3 separate regions of the Mus musculus genome follow, and regions 2 and 3 are each linked to region 1. A link is a contact called in public HiCAR-type data. All regions are on one chromosome and are shown on one strand. Each heading gives the region's core, a stretch centred on a gene start, on an enhancer-like site or on the middle of the called end of the contact. The rest is flanking DNA. Distances are from core to core; before and after follow the strand shown. Region 1 overlaps Abcd3 (ATP-binding cassette, sub-family D (ALD), member 3). Region 2 overlaps Slc44a3 (solute carrier family 44, member 3). Region 3 overlaps Alg14 (asparagine-linked glycosylation 14).

Region 1 (3,579 bases), core at 268-2,767:
CATTTAGTCACACAGAGTAACAGAATATACTACTATTTTTCAAATCTACCAAGAGTTCATCAGGACTAGTGAACAAGTATGTAAATAATGGCAGCACAGCTTACCTCCTGTTTATCAACTAAAAGAAACTTGTTTTAGATAATACTATCCAAATAAAATAAACCAAATAAATTAAAAACTAACAAACGAAGGGTGGAGAGATGCCTCAGGGTAGAGCACCTGCCGTCCCCGCATGAGCACTGGGTTTTGGCGGTGGGCATGGTGGGCGGCCTGTAAACCCAGATCAACCTGTGTTCTCCACACACCCCCTATGCATGCACACACATACAAGCACAGCAGGTACATATGCCACAAACACATATGTACACATAAAATAAGAATGTGAAAAGATTTAAGTTAGCATATGGTAACTGTTGGTTTTTCTTAATTTAAAAAATGATATATAGGTAACGTTAATGGGACAAAAGAAATACCAGCGTTTTTGTTGTTGTTGTTGTTGTTGTTTTGGTTAACTGAGTAAGTAATAATGTAAAAGAGATTTAAACACTATATCACAACTAAGAAATTGCTAAGATTTAGAATGCATGGATAATTTCTTATAATCTGTTTGTATCTATAAAGTTGTATTTTTAAATTTTCTTTAAAGATTAATTTATATAAATGAGTTTACTATAGCTGTCAGACACACCAGAAGAAGGCATCAGATCCCATTACAGATGGTTGTAAGCCACCATGTGGTTGCTGGGAATTGAACTCAGGCCCTCTGGACGTGCACTCAGTGCTCTTCACTCTCCAGCCCTTATAAAGCTGTATTTAGAATACACTGATAGCTCCATGCACTCTGTGTATATATTAGTTACCAGTTTAGAGACAATGCTAGGTATTACTTCTCAGTAGCATTCTCGTTGCTTGGAATTCCCTCTGGGCCAAGCCTGCAGTGGGTGTGTGTGGCACACAGACGCTCCAGCACAGCCCCTGTGTGTGACGCTTACCTTTCGACAGTGGCTGTAAATGTAGTCCTCCACATCCACACTGACCGCACTTGTGCATTCATCCAAAATGGCAAACTGGGGTTTATGATAAAACAGTCTTGCCATCTAAAGTATAAAAGGAAATAATCTGTATAAATAGAGATTGGCCTAAAGGTGAAGCTAATAAAAAAAAGATAAACTTACTTCAGTAAATATGCTTTTTGAGTCTTCGAGAGCTAAATATTAAAGTTATTCTTAACTAAAAAGCATCATCCCAGAGACAGAAATAATATAAATAAAATGAATTATTTTTACTGTCATCTTAAACAAAAGGAGAAATATGTATGTGAGAAATATGTATTGCTAAGACAAAACAAACAAACACTTGTGTGAGATGGAACTCAGTCTTAAGATGAACGGTCAACAAACAAGTTTTGTGCTTTAGCCAAACCTTAGAATTCAGACCCCAGATGGCTCAGATGCACAGCCTCCCCCTGTTGCTTAAGTAAGGGCATCTGCTGGTGCTCACTGACTGCATTCTAGTGGCCCTGCCAGGTCGGCCTGCTTGGTCAGGAAGTGTGCTGTCTCTGAAAGCTGCTGGCCTTAGAAATGAACCCAGGAGTGCTAATCCTTTCATTTCTTTCATTAGCAGGAATGTGGAACATTTTCTCTCACTTAATATTCCAAATGTATTCTTTTTCTGGAAATGTTCTGCCACTGTCCCCAATAGAAATCTTCATGTTGCAAAACCAACAGACATGTCCCTCACCCTAATCAACTTATCTTCTGAGAAACATTCTCCTCAAGGCACTCCGTCTCTGAGAACAGCGAGGGCACTGGGGTCCTCCCCTCACGGCGTTCTCCGTCCTCTCTAGTACTTTCCCACTTGGCCATTCAGTGTGTGTACGTGGGGTTCCTCAGAACTAAATCCCAGATCCTCTTCTCTCTCAGAGCTAGGAGCGAAATCTTCCTGGCCCCTTTCCTACTCTCCCTCTCATCCACTCTTTCTTCAGTCTCACGGAGTTTAGAGTACACACTCCTCATCCCTGCCATGCCCTCATCTCAGAGAACACTCATCTTCTGCCTGCATGACACACCACCCTCCTGCTCTGCTTTTCACTATTCTTTTCACTATTCTTTTCACTATTCTTTTCACTATTCTCCATGTGACCAGGGAGCATCTACTACATATGTAACTCAAAGAACCCCACTTGACAAAAAGTTCTCCACAGCTTCCCCTTTCTCATCTTCAAGGTCCTGTTCCCCTTCCTCCTACCATGCTCTGACCTCAGCATCTAGCCAGCACTATCTCTTCCATCAGCCACTAGGAGAAAGATGTCTGGGTCTTAGAGGTTCTGTCATGTCTCTCTTTCCTTCTCTTTTTGCTGTTGTGTTGCTTGCTTCTGTTTGATAGAGGCTCTCACTCTAATTAGCCCAGGCTAGCCTAAATTCATGGCAATCCTACTGCCTCTGACTCCAGAATGCTTGGACCATGCCTATGCTATCACAACAGGTGTATCTGCTCTTAAGTCCCAATATCTGACTCTGGTCCGGACATCTTTCAAGTGACTGCTTAAGTCACTTTCTCGATCCAAGTGCGCCCTTTATAGAACTGCTGCATATGGCAAACTTGAGCTTATCTTTCTTTGTGTGGTTGCCTTAGCTGTAAGATTCACTAAAGTAGAAACCATGATGAAACTGCAACAATATGCCTGACACTACCCACAGCTGTTCTATTCAAGTACACAGCAAGTGAATAACTAAATGAGCTGCTTTTCTGAGGCTTACACCTGTGTGCATGGAGCGAGGAAGAGGAGGCATCAGGCATTATCACAGACTGTGCACTGACGGTGTTTCACAAGGGCCTCTCTGCTCCACAAACTATTCTCACCGTGTGTGTGTGTGTGTGTGTGTGTGTGTGTGTGTGTGTGTGTGTGTGTGTGTGTGTGTCTCCATCTCCCCCCATGCTGTCAACTATTTGACTCCACAAAATAAGGAAGTTGTAAGGTAAGTATTCAAACCGACATTCTGTCAGCTGAGGTTGATAAGCGGTCTTTCACACATTCTAACGTTAGCTGTCTGCTTGGCAAGCCCAAACTACTAAAGTACAGTTTCCTTGATATTCACATTAATAATTTCATAGGACTGTTTTAAAGATATAGTTAGTGTGTTAGCCTTTGTAATCTGCTTGGCATACTGGCTATCATCTACTAAGCACTTAAAAACTAGCTATTACTGACCTCAACTGTTACCGGCCTCTTATTCAAATATAAAGAGCTCTGCTGAGCAGTAAAGGAGTAAGTAGGAAACTGAAGATGGGGGCTGGGAAGATGGCTCAGTGGGTAAAGAGCCTGTTGTGCAAGCACAAAGACCTGAGTCCAAACCCCCAACACCCATACAAAAACAAAGCTGGGCATGGTGGTATCAACTGTAATCCAGGGCTGGAAGGCAGACAAAAGGGATCTTGCAGGCTTGCTGGTAACGAAGCCTAGCCAACTGATAAACTCCAGATTCAATGACGGACCCTGTCTCAAAAAGTAAATCCACAAGACATCTGATGAAGACCTCTGTAGTAACCAACGACTGAGCTGCCATGTGGGCACTAGAC
Region 2 (3,276 bases), core at 516-3,015, 300 kb before region 1:
CTACTCCAGAGCAACAAACATGATTCCCTTTCAAGTCAGCCTCCTTGTTGGCTACTTTGTTGACTTCCAGGTACCTAGTACTTATTTAGTCAAGACATCTCACCTTTCCCAGGAAAATGACAAAGTTTCCAAAGCAGTTAACAGACGTGAGATGACTTGAATTCTTGGCTATGATTGTGTGCGCATCTTTTGCGGATGTACAAAAGTCTGTCCCGTTAATGGCAGTTGCAGTGTACGCATCCTAGAACAGAAGGCATCAGTTATGAATACGGTGATTTGTGGCATTTTAAGGCAACAGAATGACAGTACAAAGTATGTGACCTAGTATCTCCACCCAAAACAAACAAGCTGGACTATGATCTATTTCTTATCATAGTCAAATATATTTCCATACCATTCGGAAAATGGGAAAGGACCTCATGTCAATCCTGCAGGCTGAATGGCCCAGCACACACATGGAAAAAATGAGTCGATATAAGTTATTTTGTAATACACAATAGAGTCGGAGGGCAGGGAAAGGTGTTTGGGTAACAAAAAGAGAGCAGACCCTAGGGACTTGTGAGCCAAACCCAAGGCTGTAGCTGGTATGGAGTTAGTGAGGGCTTCTTCAGGATCCCCTGGGCCTGAGAGATAGTATTGGTTGTTTCTAGAGAGCTGCATTCCCTGTACAAAATAGGATTCATAATTTGAAATCAACCAGACACTTGGGAAAGCACTTAAAAAATAACCTAACGTGTGCCCAAGATAGTTGAAATATCTGGGGTCCGGGCAAAAACAAGATAAAAATCATTCCACCAGGGCTGGTGGATCCTCACAACAACTGTACTGGCAGAAGTGGGCTCCCCAGAGCAGGGCAGAGCCAGGGAGATATATAACAAACCCAACTCTGCCCTGAGGACCCTGGGGAAGAGGTATGCTGAAAGTGCTCTAAGGAAATGGGGCAGGGGCTAGAGGGAACAGCAGGATGGTGTGGAAAAGGAAGAGACAGAAAAAAACGGAATAGGAATGAAAAAAAAAAAAAAAAAAAAAACAACTCACACAGTTTAAATTACATATTTGGCTTTTGCCCCTAAGAAAGCATTTGGTGTTGTTACATGGCTTCTAACATTTTAATTTCTAGTAACTCAGTTTTATGGGGCATGTGCTTTGCATATGTGCAGGAAGGTACACTTTGAATTTAGCCAAGAACTCAAGAAGTGAAATGCACCTACTGGCTATTTAAAATATTCTGATATTAATACATACTGAATGTCTTAATTTTGTGATCCTAGATCCTTGAAGATTAGATTTCCAAAAAGTGAGATTTCTGAGTCAAAGCGTGCATGCGCGCGCGCGTGTGTGTGTGTGTGTGTGTGTGTGTGTGTGTGTGTGTGTGTGTTTAGAATGGCAGATTTGGTTTTTTGTTTGTTTTAGTTTGTTTGAGACAAGGGCTCACATAATGCGAACTGGCCTCAATTTTGCATCTCCCTCTCAAAGGCTGAGTTTTTGGGCCTGGGGAGCCACACGGGGGTTTATGTGGTGTTGGGAACTGAATTCAGGCCTTCTCATATGCAAGCCCAGCATTCTGCGGACTGAATTCTAACCCCAGCGCAGACTCATTCTTTCAAAGACTGGAAAGCAAGATTAAGGGCACTTTCCCAAAGCCCCCTGATGAGTCAGTAAGACAAAGACTCTTTTCTTTAAACACCAACTGTCTGGATTTCACATTTCATCAGTTTGCATTGGGCCAAAACTCAATCTAAAAGCACAGTGGTTCCAGGAAGCACAGGCCCTGTAGGCCAGCTGTCTTTGGGCTCAAATCCTGGCTCTTCCAGTGAGGAGACACTGGGCACAGGGCAGCGACCAGCCTCTCAGCTCCTTTTCCTTATCCAAACAGGGACAGAGAGCCTACCGATGGGGATGGGAGGTTTAAAGATACAGGCCTGAGGACCCCAGCATCTGGCCATAGTACCTGAAGGCTGATCACTCTCACGTAGCTAGAGCACTTCAAAGATGGCATCATTAACCAGCCACCCGGAGCCCTGATCAACTCCTTAAGATTCTGGGGGGCATGGGAAAGACCTGTGTTCTTTATCCTCATGGGAACTCAGAAGTGGTCAGCTATGTGTCTTGGACCATGTCCCGGTGCCCAGTGTGGTGGCCATCTTTGCTTCCTCTCTTTAGTCAAGTTCTAACCCAAGCCCACACCACAGGCTCAACACTTTCCCTACTGATTCCTAGTGGACATCCCGAGTCACGTGGGGAAGGGTAGGTTGATTTTTGTTTTGTTTATGCCTTTTTTTTTTTTTTTTTGAGGGAGGGTTTTCTCCCTGAAACCTACTGCCTCACAGTTCATCACTCATGAGCAACAAAAATAGATTTTGTTCTTCGGCTAAGATGATTAAAAGTTAAACGGTACGTTTTTGTGCATGTGTCGATTCCACGACTTTCCAGGAGGCTCCTAACCATTTATCTTTTCTTTAACATCTCACGGCCCACTGAAAGAGAACACTAAAACCACACTGACAGGGAAATTATATATGCCTTCCTAAAGTGACTACGGTAATAACATTTTACCGTGAGATCCCACCCTCTCTGCCACATCCAGACCTAGATTAGTGACTAGCTGAATGAGCGGTGGGCGCAGCACTGCCCGAGAGGCATCCTGCTGTTTCAGTATTAGTGGTCCACGCTTAAGCTGAGTAGAAGTTGTTTCCTTGGCAGCCATCTGGAGGATGGAGTGCACTAGACTGTCCACAGTGTGTGCACGTATCTGAGCTGACAGCTCCGGGACCATGTGCAAAGGGAGCTGCTACAGAGGTTGACGGTGTGTGGAAAGAGTGTCTTGTGATGAAGGATAGGAAGCAAGCACAATGGGTTGCTTATGGAAACGATTAGAGGAGGAACTCCCCCTCCCCACATAGGGGAGGAACCCCCTTCCCCCATGGCTAACCTTTCAGCAAGGAAAAGAGAGCAATGGTTAAACCGCTCTAAGTTGATGACCATGTAAAACTCACAGGGTGAACCTGAGATAGGGTCTCATGTACCAATTCTCAGATTTATCTACAGCTACAATGGCTTTGAACTTCTGATCTCCTATCTGAACCTCCCTAATGCTGGGATTACTAGCACTGTCTAGATGGGTAAGCACTCTACCAACTGAGCTAGCCCAGGTCGCTGGGTTTAAGATTTGACTTTCTATGCTGTGCATTAGAAAGGAAAAGGAGAAGTGTGTGAAATGCGGGCAGGAGAAGATCACAGCGGGCATTTGTTTTCCCTGGCCTAAAGCACCCAGTT
Region 3 (3,604 bases), core at 1,027-3,526, 430 kb before region 1:
TTCATGCATGCTTTACTTTAGAGCTCAGCGGTTAACTGTGCTCTGATCTCTCTGTGTGTGCATGCTGAGGTCTTCTGGCTTTTACTGTTCTTCCCCTGCCCCCACCACAGCCATCATGGAGCTTTGCCCTGTGCTAGGTGCTTCGAGAGGTCTTTCACTGTTTGCATTTTCTTGGCCGGGGATTCTTGTCTTCTGCCCAAATAGAAATTCTGGGCAGGCAAGGAGAAGCTCTTTCGGGCTGCTCTGTGACAGCATTCATTTTTCTCAGTTCTTGGTAAGAGGCAGCAGCAGCAGGCAGACAGAGTTATCATCTCATGGTGCTCTCTCTAGTTACCATGCTCTCAGGCCTTCACAGTATCAGGGCCATTAACTGCTTGAATATCCAGCTCTGTGGGGTCCTAGGAAATCCAGAGTTCTCGGCCTTTGATAGCAGTAAGTATTACAGCTCTTGGCTCCGGGTCTGAGACCCTTGACCCTGAAGACATGGAGATAGACCTCTCTAACTCTTCCAGCAGCTGGGACCATAGTTTCTCTTCTCTGGTTTTTTTTATGGTCTTCTATCTTTATTCAGTCTCAGATCTTCACATTCTCTTGCAGTCTCTTCACATCTTCCTTCACTGGCCACATCAGAATGGGCCAGCGGCTTCTTCAGACAGCTGGTTGCCTTGTCCTTCACAGCTCTACCAGTTGACAGCCAAACTGCTGTTCCTAGTCCACAGCCTCAGTCGTTTGTTACTCTACTGCCCCTCCTTTCTCCCTGCTACCATCTGTGGTGATCTGAATAAAAATGCACTCTCACCTGCTCCCCACCCCTTAGGCTCATCAGAGTATCATTATTAGAGGTGTGGCCTTGTTGGAGGAAATATAACACTAGGGGATGGGCTTTGAGGTCTCAAAGCTCAAGCCAGCCAGGCCTAGTGGCTCATTGTCTCTTCCCATTGCCTTTGGATCCAGTTGTAGAACTCTCAGCTACTTTTCCCGCACCGAGGCCATACTTCCCAACATGGTGATAATGGACTAAACTTCTAAACTATAAACCAGCCCCAATTAATGGTTTTCCTTTATTTGTGTTCCTACAATCTGGATGTGAGGATAATTTGGCTTCGATTTCTGTCAACCCATTGATCAACGGGGTTGATTCGGCTGATCTGGCTGGCTAGATGGGTGTCTCCTTCCTCCCTCACCACTCCATGCCCGTGCCTCCTGAAGCTGCTTAGTCAAAGATGACCTTCCCTAATAGAAGAGGACCAGATTAGTCAAGAGACTACGAGTAGCTGTGTTCCACTCCTCCAAACAGTTCCTCAGAGTTACTGCGTTCATGGTGTCTCTTCACAGCAGTAAAAACCCTGAGACACCAGCTCAGCCTACACTAAGAGTAGTCCAGCAGTGACCACTAGCCTCTTTTATTGGGCCTGTCTGTGCAATACCAGGGGATGCAGCACAGGAGGCTGTCTCCTAGCTGGCTTTCTAAGTGAGCTTGAGCAGCCCAAGCCCAAGCAAGAGCTATTTGGTGCAATCATAGGCATTTATTCGAGCCAGTTGCTGCCTTGCAAGCTCTTAGTCCCACTCACAGCTTGCCAGAGCAAAGAAGTGTGGTACAAACTGTTTCCCACAGCCCTGGCTAAGGACCGTACATCAGGAGCTGAAGTGCTCAGCTGTGTCAGATTGTCTCCCCAGGGTGTCCTACAATATTGCAGGTGACTGGCATAGGAGTAGTCCCACCAGCTATTTGATTGGCAGCTCTTTTTCTCAAAGCGGCAGGGCAGCAAGAGAGTCCAGCCGCTGCTGGCTAAGGAGTCTCTAGTTTCCCCATCATACTTGTTTATTGCCTTAGTTGCTTTTTCTGTTGCTGTGATAAAACACCCTGACAAACGCAACTTGAAAAGGAAGGGTGAGGGGAATGCCAGGGCCAGGAAGCAGGAGTGGGTGGGTTGGTGAGCAGGGAGAGGGTGAAGGGATAGGGAGTTTTCAGAGGAGAAACCAGGAAAAGGGGTTAACATTTGAAATGTAAATAAAGAAAATATCTAATAAGAAAGAGAGAGAGAGAAGGAGGAAGGAAGGAAGGAGGGAGGGAGGGAGGGAGAGAGAGAGAGAGAGAGAGAGAGAGAGAGAAAGAAAGAAAGAAAGAAAGAAAGAAAGAAAGAAAGAAAGAAAGAAAGAAAGAAAACAAAGGGTGAATTTTGACTTTCCAATTTTGGCTTGCAGTTGGCAGTGTAGTGGTCCGTTATGGTATTTTAAGACAGCAGGAGGGACCTAGTCACATTGCTTCTGTTGTCAGGAAGAAGAGTGGAGCATGCCTGTTTCACAACCAAGCAGTGGACGGACAGGCAGGCAGCCCAAATACCTACAGTCTTTGGGGAGTACTTAGAACTTGTTTGGAAGTCATCTGCATTGTGTTTCTAAGAACAACCTGACTACAGCCCATTTAAACTGCTAAAGGGTAAACTAGAGACCATGGCATCAGAATGAAGCTCTGAAAGTCAGTGAGAATTGTAAATTTGGAAATTTTGGAGGGGAAGTGATATAAAGACAGTGATAATAAAATAAAAATAGCCCATGACTGAAAATGCATGCTAAAACATTTCGTCTCATTGGAGACCTGAGAACAGTAAAATATCTAAGTTGGAGTCTTATCCTTACCAGACCAATAAATCAGCTTAGGGTCTCTGAAGTAACTCTTGGCTTCCTTTGTCTTTAGAGCCAGCAGATACCGGGTGTTGTTTTAGTTGCTGGCAAGACACTATAAATACCCAGATTCTGGCCATTGTATTTTTATTTTGAGTACCAGGTAATTTTTTTTAATGGAGGCTTGGGACAAATTGTGGATAAACAATAGCTTTTGGTTGGGTTTAAATATGGCTTGGTTTTACCCTGTCATGGAAAATCAAGACAGTTCTATATTTAGACATGTATAGTAATTCTAATATTTTTAACAATGACAACATTCTTGTGGGTTTATTTTCTCTACTAACAACAAATACGAGCAAGTCGTAGCAACAGCTCATTAGATTAGAACGTCTGTAATTCAACCTTCGATCTTTAAGGAGCTTCCAACTTTACAAGTCTTCAATTCCTTGGTTCTAAAGTAATATACTAGAAAGTTCTACCACAGGAAGGCCATTGAGAAGAGACCCCTCAGATTATGGGGCATGTGTGTTCTCAGGGTAGAGCCCCCAAATATGAAAATGGAGTGTGTGACTAACCGGATGAGGGGCTGCATCAAACCTGCCTTAATACTCACTCAGCCTTCGTGACTATCAGAGGTGACATCTGTATCTCTCAGGGACAAATGTGAAGGACTAATTGGTACTTAATGAGCGCTGAAAGTCTTGCCGTTTCCAGTACAGTGTGGTCGTAATAGCTTGTTCTAGCAAAACAAAATGACTATAAACGATTTCTAGAAAGTTTACTTCCAGCTCTATTTCTGACAGCTGGATGCTATAACTTTCCCAAACGAGACTTCAGGCTACTGTGACATTCATCCAGAGATCCAAATTAAAGTTCATGTAGCACTATAATAATTAAACGTGGTTAAACTGTGTTTGGTCCTTATTTTTGTTCTGTGATGATGGGAACCAAACCTAGGGCCTCATGAATTCTAGAC

What was found. HiCAR-type assays count read pairs that join an accessible place to other places.
Region 2: a contact with region 1 is called in a HiCAR-type map of astrocytes, with 2.0 times the contacts expected there. The contact joins two enhancer-like sites. A contact is called at or near these places in 1 of 15 datasets of contacts at CTCF or cohesin (the NIH/3T3 cell line), 2 of 115 datasets of contacts at active chromatin or transcription factors (astrocytes and embryonic stem cells) and 2 of 9 other capture datasets (adipose tissue and liver).
Region 3: a HiCAR-type map of astrocytes shows a contact between it and region 1, with 2.6 times the contacts expected there. The contact joins two enhancer-like sites. A contact is called at or near these places in 1 of 15 datasets of contacts at CTCF or cohesin (the NIH/3T3 cell line), 1 of 484 Hi-C or Micro-C datasets (liver) and 3 of 115 datasets of contacts at active chromatin or transcription factors (astrocytes, embryonic stem cells and large pre-B cells).

Annotation. Positions count from the first base shown.
Region 1 is chr3:121,764,009-121,767,587 of GRCm38.p6, forward strand. It overlaps Abcd3 (ATP-binding cassette, sub-family D (ALD), member 3), which reads right to left. Exons shown (of 23, transcript NM_008991.3): 21 at 993-1,097. Among named protein-coding and RNA genes, the nearest start is that of F3, 42 kb to the left of the region's middle. Within about 2 kb of position 1,518, at least 15 of the 459 cell types and tissues checked have an H3K27ac peak or open chromatin away from gene starts, as enhancers often do. A contact at or near this core is called in astrocytes, where this site is marked.
Region 2 is chr3:121,463,311-121,466,586 of GRCm38.p6, forward strand. Slc44a3 (solute carrier family 44, member 3) reads right to left here. Exons shown (of 15, transcript NM_145394.3): 13 at 104-241. Among named protein-coding and RNA genes, the nearest start is that of Cnn3, 38 kb to the left of the region's middle. Within about 2 kb of position 1,766, at least 30 of the 459 cell types and tissues checked have an H3K27ac peak or open chromatin away from gene starts, as enhancers often do. A contact at or near this core is called in astrocytes, where this site is marked.
Region 3 is chr3:121,336,610-121,340,213 of GRCm38.p6, forward strand. All of the region lies in intron 3 of Alg14 (asparagine-linked glycosylation 14), which reads left to right. Among named protein-coding and RNA genes, the nearest start is that of Gm33310, 9.3 kb to the right of the region's middle. Within about 2 kb of position 2,277, at least 32 of the 459 cell types and tissues checked have an H3K27ac peak or open chromatin away from gene starts, as enhancers often do. A contact at or near this core is called in astrocytes, where this site is marked.